Regions from separate parts of the Xenopus tropicalis genome. Here region 1 is linked to region 2. Evidence: chromatin contacts called from public Hi-C data. All regions are on one chromosome and are shown on one strand. The core of a region is the stretch at or near the end of the contact, and the rest is flanking DNA. Distances in the headings are between cores, read along the strand shown.

Region 1 (3,070 bases), core at 130-2,629, 160 kb before region 2:
GATGTTCTGTGCGTATCACTGTGCTGCTAAGAGGTGTTCTGTGCGTATCACTGTGCTGCTAAGAGGTGTTCTGTGCGTATCACTGTGCTGCTAAGAGATGTTCTGTGCGTATCACTGTGCTGCTAAGAGATGTTCTGTGCGTATCACTGTGCTGCTAAGAGGTGTTCTGTGCGTATCACTGTGCTGCTAAGAGGTGTTCTGTGCGTATCACTGTGCTGCTAAGAGATGTTCTGTGCGTATCACTGTGCTGCTAAGAGATGTTCTGTGCGTATCACTGTGCTGCTAAGAGGTGTTCTGTGCGTATCACTGTGCTGCTAAGAGATGTTCTGTGCGTATCACTGTGCTGCTAAGAGGTGTTCTGTGCGTATCACTGTGATGCTAAGAGATGTTCTGTGCGTATCACTGTGATGCTAAGAGATGTTCTGTGCGTATCACTGTGCTGCTAAGAGATGTTCTGTGCGTATCACTGTGCTGCTAAGAGGTGTTCTGTGCGTATCACTCTGCTGCTAAGAGGTGTTCTGTGCGTATCACTCTGCTGCTAAGAGATGTTCTGTGCGTATCACTGTGATGCTAAGAGATGTTCTGTGCGTATCACTGTGATGCTAAGAGATGTTCTGTGCGTATCACTCTGCTGCTAAGAGATGTTCTGTGCGTATCACTGTGCTGCTAAGAGATGTTCTGTGCGTATCACTGTGCTGCTAAGAGGTGTTCTGTGCGTATCACTGTGCTGCTAAGAGATGTTCTGTGCGTATCACTGTGCTGCTAAGAGGTGTTCTGTACATAATACATTACAGTGAATGTTCACAGTTTGTGAATATCACAGAAATATGCACAGACAGCAGGGAGGATGCACAGTGAAACACAGACACCAGTGGACATGCAATGCTCCAATAGCTCACACTGCATGCTCCAATAGCTCACACTGCATGCTCCAATAGCTCACACTGCATGCTCCAATAGCTCACACTGCATGCTCCAATAGCTCACACTGCATGCTCCAATAGCTCACACTGCATGCTCCAATAGCTCACACTGCATACTACCAGGTGCCCTGTGCGTGTTACTGTGCATACTAAATATAAGTTTCAATGCCATCTCACTGCATTAGAAAAAGGTTTCCCCCAGGCACAACCAAAGACTGTATTGATCAGCATTCCCACAGAAGCAAAGTACATAATACCTTGCAGTCCTTCACCTTTCCCATTTCCCCTTCACAGCAACACCCACCTTTAGCAACCCCTTCTTTGTGTACTGCTGCCTCTTTCTGGCATTTAGGGCACCTCAGTTCTGCCTTACAGTCAGATGTCCTGGTCCTTTCTCTGGATGGGCCGCAGCAGCTCCATAGTGGTACTTTCAGGAAGTAATGATGTCACAGCCATGTGACCACGTAGAGGGCGGGATAACATGACGTCAAATGGGGGCGTGTCTACCTTATGTTCGCGCTAGGAATCTGCCCCCCTACAGCACCACGTGACAGGCTAGCAAATGATGCTGGCTCTAGCGCTGTTTTTGCGCAGGGTGGGAGAAAGAGATCGGTATCTGTTTTAGGAGTAGTGCTGCGCTATCCTGTATCAGGCAAAAGGAGGGGGCAGTCTGTGATAAGAGCTGGGGCGGCCGGTGTGACGCTACCGGGTTATATGTAGAGCTGGTTTAAAGGGGCGCTCCACCCAAACGCAACTAAAGCTAAAGAAAACATAATTTGGCATTGCGATATATATCTATTAAAAAATATGTAGCCTTCTTGTGATTTGTCATGTAATAAAATGTTTTGGAACTGTTACCGAAGCTGGCTGCATTGTTTCAATAAAAATAGTCTAAATCTTGAACTCAAAATATCTTCTGTAGTGATAACAGGAGAACACAATCTAGGAATTCTATTAAGTAAAAACTCAATGGATTTGTGGAAGAATTCACAGCAGACCATGTTCTTACTCTCATAGCATGGCATTGAAGAATTCTGTGGTACATAAATCAGCACTGCAATAGCATAGTCTAATCCCAGTAGCACAAGCCACCAGAATTCTAGCAGGTTAAAGGAGACATATCCTATAAAAACAATGAATGTACCAGGGCCGGGCCAAGGTATTTTGGCACCCTAGGCAAGGGCTTCAATCAGCGCCCCCCCCTTCCTGATTGCCCCCATGTACCTGTGCCAGGCTGCCAGCAGCCATTTTATTGCTCCATGTGCCTGTGCCAGCAGCCATCATAAAGCTACTATGTACCTGTGCCAGCAGCCATTACGTAGCCCCATGTATTTGTGCCAACAGCCATCATATTGCCCCCATGTATCTGTGCCAACAGCCATTGCCACCATGTACCTGTGCCAGTGGCCACCATATTGCCCCATCTGTACTTGTGTCAGCAGCAGCCAATCCCTCATATTGCCCCAAGCCCCCAATCTGTACCTGTGCCAGCAGCCATCATATTGCCCCAAGCCCCCAATCAGTACCTGTGCCAGCAGCCATTATATTGATTCCAAGCCCCCAACCTGTACCTGTGCCAGCAGCCATTATATTGCCCCAAGCCCCCAATCTGTACCTGTGCCAGCAGCCATTATATTGCCCCCAAGCCCCCAACCTGTACCTGTGCCAGCAGCCATTATATTGCTCCCAACCTGTACCTGTGCCAGCAGCCATTATATTGCCCCCAACCTGTACCTGTGCCAGCAGCCATTATATTGCCCCCAATCTGTACCTGTGCCAGCAGCCATTATATTGCCCCCAACCTGTACCTGTGCCAGCAGCCATTATATTGCCCCCAATCTGTACCTGTGCCAGCAGCCATTATATTGCCCCAATCTGTACCTGTGCCAGCAGCCATTATATTGCCCCCAATCTGTACCTGTGCCAGCAGCCATTATATTGCCCCCAATCTGTACCTGTGCCAGCAGCCATTATATTGCCCCCAATCTGTACCTGTGCCAGCAGCCATTATATTGCCCCAATCTGTACCTGTGCAAGCAGCCATTATATTGCCCCAATCTGTACCTGTGCCAGCAGCCATTGTATTGCCCCAATCTGTACCTGTGCCAGCAGCCATTATATTGCCCCAATCTGTACCTGTGCCAGCA
Region 2 (2,962 bases), core at 316-2,815:
CACTGACAAAAGGTATTTGGCTTTTGAGTGAAAACTACATTGCACCTAGAAACCTGAAGGTCTGTAGTTTCTAAAGATACCAAACATGAGGGGATATTTTAGATTTACATATAAGTTATGCTGCATTAACTGTTACAAGCGCTTTTCTGCTTTGTTCTGGTGTGATATTGTACTAAGTATTGCCTTAGTTTGGGGGTTACTTCTGGACAGGAACTGTGGGGTACCACCACATATTTGGTATCGTTGGACTTGGGAGTATCAGGGCTTTTACAAACAATAAAAAAAAGTGAGTAAAATTAACTTTTCTATGGAAAAAAACCTCAAAATATACAGAAATTTTTCATAATTTTATTTTTTTTTTACATATTTCACCCAAAATACACATCATATCTCCAGAAAAGTTATAAAATTTGGTATGTATGTCGAAGCCCAATTAGTGACGAAAAAAACGATATATAATTTCCCTAGTTTCGTGGAGGTTTTCCTACCAAAAAACATTGTTAAAGTGAATGAGTACAAAATGCTTAAAAAACGTCTGGCACTGGGGGGAACCGAAATGACGAATTCGGCTGGCACTTAAAGGGTTAATAAATCTCCCCCTTAGTGTTACAAAGGATACTCAGTATTAGAAATTATCAGGCAGGTTTAAAAATCCCAGTCCACACTCACAAGCACACCCTGGCCTTCCCATTCTGTTCCCCCTGGTGCACAGTATTTGGAGAGTCTTCAGCACTCTCCACCACGTTCCACTGATGAAGGGGGGTGTCCCTGAAACATTACATGGTTTGCTACTATTAAAAATCAGCAGGGTTTATGCCGCTTAAGTAAGTCCTGTTGTGCCAGTATTTTTGTGCAATCTAGGTTTAAAAATCCCATCAGGGCGAGGAGTGCACCGGCTCATGGATAAGATACTCACCCCGGCAGCCTGCATCTCATCATTGTGATCCAATCTATGCCCTGAAGGCCAATTGATCAAATCAGTCTGATATTGCCCACCAGCAATGGCCAGCTTTACTGCTGAGCAACACAGTGCCTGCAATAAGAAAGAAGTGGAATGGACAGTTCACATTGCATGTTTTTAAACATTAAAGTGGTTGTTGCTTAGGAATAAATAGCAATGATGCAGTATTTGGGAGAGTTCACACTATTGCCTATTTGGCAGAAATTAAAATAAAGTTTTCAAGCTTGTCTATCACTGGGGTTATACTTAACTTCTCTTGGGCTTCCTGGTCACAGGCATCATCAGCCTTACCATCCAGATAGTGTTTTTAAAACCAAATACAGAAAGTAAGAAAATAAAGCCAAATAATCAAAATTGCTTAAATTGCTACCATTTATAACCTAGTAAAAGGTTCCTAGGATGACTCGGCTTTTTAAAAAACTGCTGATTAATGCCTTCTGCTGTACAAGCAGACGGGCAGCTTTGGGATGCAATTAGAATTATTTAAGAGCCAGACAGCTGAGAAACACAATAGACTTTTGTTTTAATTTGTCAATGGGCCGTCTGCCCCTTACATCCCAGCTGACTGGCCATCTGCTGCTCAGAACCATTGGAACTGTACAAGGTTGGTGAGTGAGATAAACTAAGGGTGAGGGGAGCACGCACTCTTTCTCATTCAGGACAATCACATGTCACAGGAATCCCATGGGAACTATTTTCTGTTATCACTCTGTCAGTAGCCCTGTAGTTGGCTGTCTGTGTAAAAGTGGTTCCTGTTGCTATCTACATTGTACTTTGATAGGGGGGCATTTTTGTCTTTGACATAACTGGTAAATGTCCTAGCTGATAATATGTTCCATTAGGTTCATGTCACACCTCTTGCCCAACCTTTGCCTGTCCCTATACAATGCACACTGCCTGTGAGAGATCATGCGGGCACTTTCACAGGAAATATTGCTAGAATCTAACATTGGTAATGCATCTCCTATTCACTAAAATGGGAAGAACCTGCTTTCTGGCATGGGAAGTTTATCTCCTAGAGAGGGTGGTGGCATCAAAATGATAAGCGCACATAAACCTAAAATCAGTTGAGTCAGAAATTTCTAGGAGATTATAGGATTTCTTGGAGTTATTAAAACACTATTGGAAGTTAGATGCAGTAATTCAATGCCGATACGTGGAATAAATCACAATACAGCATATAATATTAATGCAATTAAGTTCATTGAACTGATAGTCCTGGAAAGGGGAACCTGTCCTGAATAGTTAGTGGTCATTAAATGCAGCTGTGATGACGTGCAGCTTTAGAAGGGATTGGGTAAATTGGGTTCCAGAGAAAGGGGCAGCTTTAGAGTAAAGACACATGGAGCTACATAGTAGCAGCTACTTGTCACGGCTACTAAATATGCGAAAATACTCTGCCATAGACAATACTGAGAATTGCCTCTGCTAAAACACAAATAGAGGCAATTATCAGTAAATGATCAGCATTGTCTGTTTTTGTAGCTGTGGCAAGTAGCTGCTACTAGGAGCTCCATGTGTCTTTACCTTTAGAAAAGGGTCTCCAGAATTCTGGATTTCAAACACAAATGTGTTGAAATGAGCAGCGGAGCTTAATGCACATGTTGGAGCAGCATAGAGGTAGATCAGTCCTGTCATTTAGTTAAGTGCAAGAGGGAAGGGCCTGGGACAATGGAAGAAGAATTTTAAATTACGTTGTAAATGCAGACTTTAATAGGGTCATTGTGAGTGAGATGTTTGTGAATGGGGAATGTGTATTGCTTCCGTTTCTTTCTGGGATGCAGGTGCTCTAAAATAGAATTTATTAAACTTGTTTTCTTATCCCAGTGATCAAAAACAGTCTGACACAGATAATATTAAATATTTAATTTAAGATTTTTAGGTTCAAAGGAATATTTTTCTGAGAAAGGGGTTTCTGAAGAGTTTTATATATTATTATTTACCTTGACCTGTATGTATTAGCAGTGATCAAAGCAGAAATTATTGGTGTGCGTACGTGAG

The links. Hi-C and Micro-C count contacts between places; a contact is called where the count stands out from the background.
Region 1: a contact with region 2 is called in a Hi-C map of neurula embryo, with 4 times the contacts expected there. The contact joins the promoter of ccar1 here to the enhancer-like site in region 2. A contact is called at or near these places in 2 of 5 Hi-C or Micro-C datasets (gastrula embryo and neurula embryo).

What each region holds. Positions count from the first base shown.
Region 1 is chr7:38,919,200-38,922,269 of UCB_Xtro_10.0, reverse strand. ccar1 (cell division cycle and apoptosis regulator protein 1) reads right to left here and starts at 1,379. Exons shown (of 25, transcript XM_012966785.3): 1 at 1,228-1,379.
Region 2 is chr7:38,755,809-38,758,770 of UCB_Xtro_10.0, reverse strand. The region is part of intron 3 of hk1 (hexokinase 1); the gene reads left to right. Among named protein-coding and RNA genes, the nearest start is that of hk1, 31 kb to the left of the region's middle. Within about 2 kb of position 1,565, at least 2 of the 11 cell types and tissues checked have an H3K27ac peak or open chromatin away from gene starts, as enhancers often do. A contact at or near this core is called in gastrula embryo and neurula embryo, where this site is marked.